Linked DNA regions of Sus scrofa: region 1 is linked to region 2. A link is a contact called in public Hi-C data. All regions are on one chromosome and are shown on one strand. Each heading gives the region's core, a stretch centred on a gene start, on an enhancer-like site or on the middle of the called end of the contact. The rest is flanking DNA. Distances are from core to core; before and after follow the strand shown. Region 1 has its middle 390 kb from the start of LRIG3. Region 2 has its middle 450 kb from the start of ATP23.

The links. Hi-C and Micro-C count contacts between places; a contact is called where the count stands out from the background.
Region 1: a contact with region 2 is called in a Hi-C map of embryonic fibroblasts, with 2.1 times the contacts expected there. The contact joins two enhancer-like sites. A contact is called at or near these places in 5 of 47 Hi-C or Micro-C datasets (embryonic fibroblasts, fibroblasts and mesenchymal stem cells) and 1 of 2 datasets of contacts at active chromatin or transcription factors (skeletal muscle).

What each region holds. Positions count from the first base shown.
Region 1 is chr5:23,721,723-23,725,094 of Sscrofa11.1, forward strand. No RefSeq gene overlaps it. Among named protein-coding and RNA genes, the nearest start is that of LRIG3, 390 kb to the right of the region's middle. Within about 2 kb of position 1,954, at least 4 of the 83 cell types and tissues checked have an H3K27ac peak or open chromatin away from gene starts, as enhancers often do. A contact at or near this core is called in embryonic fibroblasts, where this site is marked.
Region 2 is chr5:23,623,412-23,626,879 of Sscrofa11.1, forward strand. No RefSeq gene overlaps it. Among named protein-coding and RNA genes, the nearest start is that of ATP23, 450 kb to the left of the region's middle. Within about 2 kb of position 1,705, at least 8 of the 83 cell types and tissues checked have an H3K27ac peak or open chromatin away from gene starts, as enhancers often do. A contact at or near this core is called in embryonic fibroblasts, where this site is marked.

The DNA.
Region 1 (3,372 bases), core at 704-3,203, 99 kb after region 2:
CTGACTTACTTCACTTAGTATGAGAGTCTCTAATTCCATCCATGTTGCTGCAGATGGCATTATTTTGTTCTTTTTTTTATGGCTGAGTAGTATCCCATTGTTTATATGTACCACCACATCTTTTTTTTTTTTTTTTTTCCTGCCATTTCTTGGGCTGCTCCCATGGCATATGGAGATTCCCAGGCTAGGGGTTGTATCGGAGCTGTAGCTGCTGGCCTACTCCAGCAGCCACAGCAACGCGGGATCCGAGCCGTGTCTGCAACCTACACCACAGCTCACAGCAACGCCGGATCCTTAACCCACTGAGCAAGGCCAGGGATCATCCTGCAACCTCATGGTTCCTAGTTGGATTCGTTAACCACTGAGCCACAATGGGAACTCCATATATGTACCACATCTTCTTAATCCATTCATCTGTTGACAGACATTTAGGTTGTTTCCATGTCTTGGCTATTGTGAATAATGCTGCAATGAACACAGGGGTGCATGTATCTTTTTGAATGAAATTTCTGTCTGGATATATGCCAAGGAGTGGGATTGCTGGATCATATGGTAGTTTAATACAAAAGAATGAATAAGAAATATATGAAAAGATGATTGGATTAGGAAGATATGGTATATATACACAGTGGAATACTACTCAGTCATAAAAATGAAATAATGCCATTTGCAGCAACATGGGTGGAACTAGAGACTCTCATACTGAGTGAAGTAAGTCAGAAAGAGAAAGACAAATACCATATGATATCACATATCTGGAATCTAATATAAGGCATAAGTGAATCTTTCCATAGAAAAGAAAATCATGAACTTGGAGAATAGACTTGTGGTTGCCTGGGGGAGTGGGATAGAGTGGGATGGATTGGGAGTTTGGGATTAATAGATGCAGAATATTGCCTTTGGAATGGATTAGCAATGAGATCCTGCTGTTTAGCATTGGGAACTATGTCTAGTCACTTATGATGGAGCCTGATGAAGTTAAAAAAAAAAAAGAATGTATGCATGTATTTATAACTGGGTCACCATTCTGTACTTATAAAATTGGCAGAACACTGTAAACCAGTTATAATGGGAAAAAAATAAAATCATATAAAAAATAAATAATAAGAAATATGGAAAATACTAATTAATTGAGTCGATTAATTCTTTTTAAAACATTGTGTGCTACTAAGAATAGTTGTGGAAAAGCTTCCCTTTCCTTTTTAAATAATAATGTTCAAGCATGCTAGTTAACCATCCTGGCATGGCCAATCTCAGGAGCTGAAATGAAGAGCAGTTATTATTAGTGGTAATTTCTTTTGGGGAGGGTATCAGTGAATAAAAGTGAACATTTCCTAGTTTAGTCAACAAACATTCTCTGCATTTCTGGGCTTGTAAAGGTCAAACCATTGATTCATATTTCATAACTTCTTTGGCTTTGATTCATAAGTCTTAAATTTCCTTAATTGCTGGTGGGTAAAAATAGCCATAGAAAGCCATTTTCTTAATGATGGAAAAATTTCCTAATAAATTACATGTCAAAGCTTGGAGAAACTTCTTGAATCATCATGAAAGATAGGTGGGCCATTTAAATAAGTGTGTTTATAGAGAAGACTGTTGAGATTGATTTTTGAGCTAAAGCCACCCTTGAAAGGACAAGAGCCCTTGAAAGTAAGCTTTATATTTTTTTAATAATGATTTTTATTTTTTCCATTATAACTGGGTTACAGTGTTCTGTCTATTTTCTACTGTATAACAAGGTGACCCAGTCACACATACATATATACATTCTTTTTTTCTCACATTATCATGCTCCAGCATAAGTGACTAGATATAGTTCCCAGTGCTATACGGCAGGATTTCATTGCTTATCCACTTTGTTTTAAAATCTCAAAACCAGAAGCTGCTTACACAGAGACACTACCAACTCCTTGGTGAGTAGGCACTGTGAGAGGGAGCTGGAATTTTTGTGAGAGAGTTGCCAATTGTAAAATATCATCAGGCCTGTTTGCTTAACATTCACCACATACCTAACCAACCACATCGTTTGTTACAACTTTGCATGTAGAAAGTCTGATCTCCCTAAAGGAAATAAAACATGCAGAATAGATAGCAGAGGAAAATGCAGTGATTCTCCATTGCTATTTTCTGATATTGTATATAACCTTTTGGTATTTATGAAGGACTCTATAGCTAGGCGCTACCTCCCAAGGTAATAAAAGAACTGAGGCCATAGTGTGTCATCCAGCAGAATTCTGTGAGGGCCTCAGGTGTGCCCCTGAATGTCTTCTCTTTATGGCTTTTAGTCTTCCTTGGCTTTGACCTGGTTGTTTTTATTTGTTGCTACCATGATGGCCCATTCTTGGTTTGAGTCCCTCTGGCTTTCCAGTTTCTGTGATTCAATTTCTTTTTTATCAGAAACTCTCATTCCAGAATTTAATTCATGGTTCTTGCTTTCTACATGTATCATCCCTGCTGGCTTCGACTTTCGTATTGGCTTAAACTCCAGTCTCCCTGTTGTCTCCACACACCCTCCTCCCTGCCCAAGTATTGGGGAGTACCCCTCACCATAAGTGTGGAAGAAAATGAGTTCCAGAGTTCCGAGTGGGGACAACAGTTAAAGAAAATATTTTCCAGGGAGTCCCCATAGTTGCTCAGCAGTAGCAAATCTGACTAGTATCCATGAGGATGTGAGTTCAATCCTTGGCCTTGCTCAGTGGGTTAAGGAGCCAGCATTGCTGTGAGCTGTGCTGTTGGTTGCAGATGCAACTCAGATCTGGCGTTGCTGTGACTGTGGTGTAGGCTGGCAGCTACAGCTCTGGTTTGACCCCTAGCTTTGGAACTTCCATATGCTGTGGGTGTGGCCCTAAAAAGACAAAAAAAAAAATAATTATTATTTCCCATTATTTTCAAAACACATTTCTTTTTATTGATAGATTTTTAAGGATCTCAAAAAATTTTTTTTCCCCAAAGCAAGATTCCCTTCTAAAAATTGTTACTGTAAGTTACTTTGACAGAGTGTCATCTTGACTTATATGTATTAGTTGAAAAGTGGTAATAGGGCATAGAGAAGAAACAGTACAAAATTTTGATTGATAGTAAAACCAGCCATGAAGGAAGTCATCACTTCATTTTTAGATTATTAAAGGCAGAGTTCTCATTCTCTAATTAATAAATATTTGCTAGTTTTCTATTGGAAAAAGTTGTTTTAGATGCTTTAAATTTGTTAGAGTGTTAAAAACCGTAGGACATATTTTCTACCTTCAAGGAGCTTATACTTTGGAGAGACAAGATATAGGCAAAGTAGATTATAAATCAAATGAAATTTAAGATTTAAATCATATATTATGAATATAAAATATGACATCCCATATTTAGGATTTATTTTTTTTC
Region 2 (3,468 bases), core at 455-2,954:
ATTTTCCCTGACTGAATTAAGAATCAGCTTTAAGTGAAGATGGTTTTCAGTGAAGATGAACATTCCTTTCCCCTTGCTGACCAGGAGTCTCTGGATTTTCTGAGGTATCTATTTCAAAGCCGCAAGAACTCTAATAATAATTTCAAAATACCTCAGGTTCTGCTAACACTGCATTTCCTCATAGTCTCATAGTCCCCAGTTGTCTGTCCAGTCCTTTGCAGGGTTTTCTCCTGATACTTTGCAGAGTAACCACCACTGCTGCTAACTAGCCCCTGGGCCTGCAGTCCTGTCTGCCCTGGACTCTCCATGCTGTGGCCATGACTGTCTTTCTAAAGTATCTAAACACATCTCACTCAACCTTTAAATTCTTTAGTGGCTCCCAGTTCAAGTTCCAGCTCATTAGCCAGTCTTAATAAATGCTGCAAGGTCTGTCCTTTGCTAATTGCTCCAGCTTCTTCCTTTACAATTCATACCTCTCATTCTGAAGAGATCTATCGAACTACTGTATTGAAAATATTCCACCTGTTCATTAGCCTCTTGGCCTTTGCACATACATTTTTTTTCTCCTTCCCTTTTCCTAGTTGCCTAGAAAGTCCTTAAATTTTTTTTATTGAGACATCCTTTCCTTTGAGAAATTCATTAAAAAATACTTCTCAAGCATCTTGAATATTCCAGACATTCTTCTAGGTGCTTGGGATACATCAGTGAACAAAACAGGGGAAGATCTACTTACCTTATTGGACTCTGATGGCATATTTATTTGTCCTGTCTCTACTAAACTTCAAGCTCCCTGAAGACAGGGTATGTGCCTTATTTAACACTGTATTTCCAAAGCCTAGAAGAATGCTTTGGTATATGACTAGAACTCAATAAGAAAAGTAATAGCCTTTAGAAAAAAGTCAGAAAACGTTTTTCTGCAAAGAAATAATTTTTTGTAAAGTAAATATTTAAAAATATTTGGTCCATAAAGTATGTTTTAGCCATTCAGTTCTGTTGTGATGCAGGCAGTTAGGAATGGTACGTAAGTGAAGGAGCCTGAGTGTGTTCCAGTCAAACTTAGAAAATCCCTAAAGTTTCTTCTGGGTTCACAATGTTATCTCTTTTGTTTATTGCTATACTCATAGCATCTAGAACCATGTCTTCAACATAGCAGATGCATAATGTATACTTGTTGGATGAGGAATTAAAGTGGATTTAAGGCAGTTTGGATTTGAATTCAAGCCTTTCTGACTTCAAAATCCATGATCTTTGTATATCACATCTTGTTGGTTGTTTAATTAAATACAGACATAAGGGATCAGAATTCCCAAGACACTGGGACCCACAGTGATGATCAATTAATCTAGAGTTGTCACACTTTTTCTCATCTTGAGATGCCTTGCTCAATTGGATCCCTGCCAATACTTGTTTGTTAGCCCTAAACAATGATGAGCCCCTCTTGATGGCATGTGAGGAATTCCTTAGTGAGCAGGGGGATAGAACCAGCTGGTAAACCAAATAGGAGAGTGCAAGTGAGGAAATGCCTGTGGGATAGAGATGGTGCTAAGAGGTAATTTACTTTACAGCAAGGGGGAGAGTCATAGAAACCTTCAAAAAGTGGGAGGGCCTGAAAAGGATTTTGAGTTGCTGCACATCCCATATGTCCATAGTGACGAATCAGAGTATGCAAGGGATCCGCCTAGACTATGTTACAACCTGAATTGTGGGCAGAATTAATCAGAGCTAGAATTCCTAGTTCCCAGTCATCCATGAAACCACTAGACACTCTATATTTCAGTGCATTCATTTTATTTTGATTTATTTATTTTGGCCATGGTGTGCAGTGGCTTGATGTGGGATCTCAATTCCCAGACCAGGGATTGAACCCAGACCGCAGCAGTGAAAGTGCTGAGTCCTAAACACTAGACCACCAGGGAACTCCTGTCAATGCATTTTAAACAAATATTCCTAACTTAACCATTGCATCCTTTTACTTATGTGTGTGTTTGAGTATCTTAGGTCATTATTCTCTCTCTTAGGAATCATATTTTCCCAGAAATCACTTTTTCATGTTGCTCAAGTATGCTAAAAGAGACCTCGATGGTAAAAGGTTAAGTGGAAGATGAAATAGAGTAAACCAACTGGACTTTTTGCTTTGTAAACCCTGTGGAAGTGTTGAGTCAGCTGTTTGAACTGTTAAGTAGAATTCACAGAGCCTGTTGCTCTGTAGCCTGAATCATTCCCAGTGTCTCTGGTTCCATATTGGTTTATGACCAATGACTAATGCTTCACCCATGAGTCATTAAATCCATTCTGCACTTCCCTGGTTCCCTAATCTTCTTGGAATTCATCCTTGTGTCCACTGGTCCAATGCTCTAGCTTGGTATTTGGATGACTGAACAGAAATAGCAATAAAAATGTATATGTAATATAACAGTTCAAAATGCAATTCCCTTTAGAGAAGGCATCTGAGCAAATAAAAATCCACCTAAACTGTTTCAAATCCTTTGAAATACTTGAAGCTTTCAGTTTCCTTTGCACCTTCATGAGAGGTCAACAAATACAGCAAGAGCATCTGCTGGTTCTGCACATACTTTGCTACAAAATTCAGACTTCATAAGGTAGCTCTATTTTCTAATGCTCTTGATTAACTGCACTAATGGAAGAAGGCAGAAGCATGGATAATCTAATATAGATAGCAGCTGATGAATATGTATGTGTTTGATGTTCTAGAAAACTACTTTGAAGGAAGTAGTGAAATGCCATTGATGGTTAAACTTAGGATGAGAAAATGTCCACCTTCTTGACTACCGCTCAGTTCTCTGAAATCCTTATCATTTTAAGAGCACTTATTTTCACAGAAAGAGCCAGGAATTGCCTGATAACTGTGAAAGAGTATGGCAGACTAAGTGGAAGGGAGGTGACTTGAGGTGGGGAAGGAAGGAGGTGTAAATAAGACATGGGAATATCCTATTCACAGGAGTGCGGTGGGCTCTGAGGGTGGGGAGGCCCAGAGGAGATTTAGCTGCTAATGCTGGCCAAAATTTACTTTAGCTATCCAAACATAAGATCTAAATGGCATAGCCTAGGTGGAAAGTCCACCTCAATCTGAAATAACTGCTAAGTATCCTATAAGCAGGCAGATAGAGCAAAGTGATGGAGCCTCCAGAGAGATGTGATTGATGTTCAGGAGTCGAGGCAGAAAATGTGCAGTCATCTTCTTCTGGAGGGATGGTAGAGAGAGGAGGCTAGCCTGCGTGGTTAGGGGTGAGACTGTCTAGGACAGAGTAGGGTACCAGGGTAGGAGGATGGTAAGTCATATAAGAGTGTTCATACTGGTCACAGGAGGAGCTCTTGATGCTGATGTTGGGAACCTGAGTATGAAACCAGGAGAATCATGGAAGTCTGGGTCCAGATGGGAGGGTGGTCCTGGTGTATACCTGGCACAGGATGTGGCCCACCTGGCTTTTATTTGTTCTCTTTGGAGGG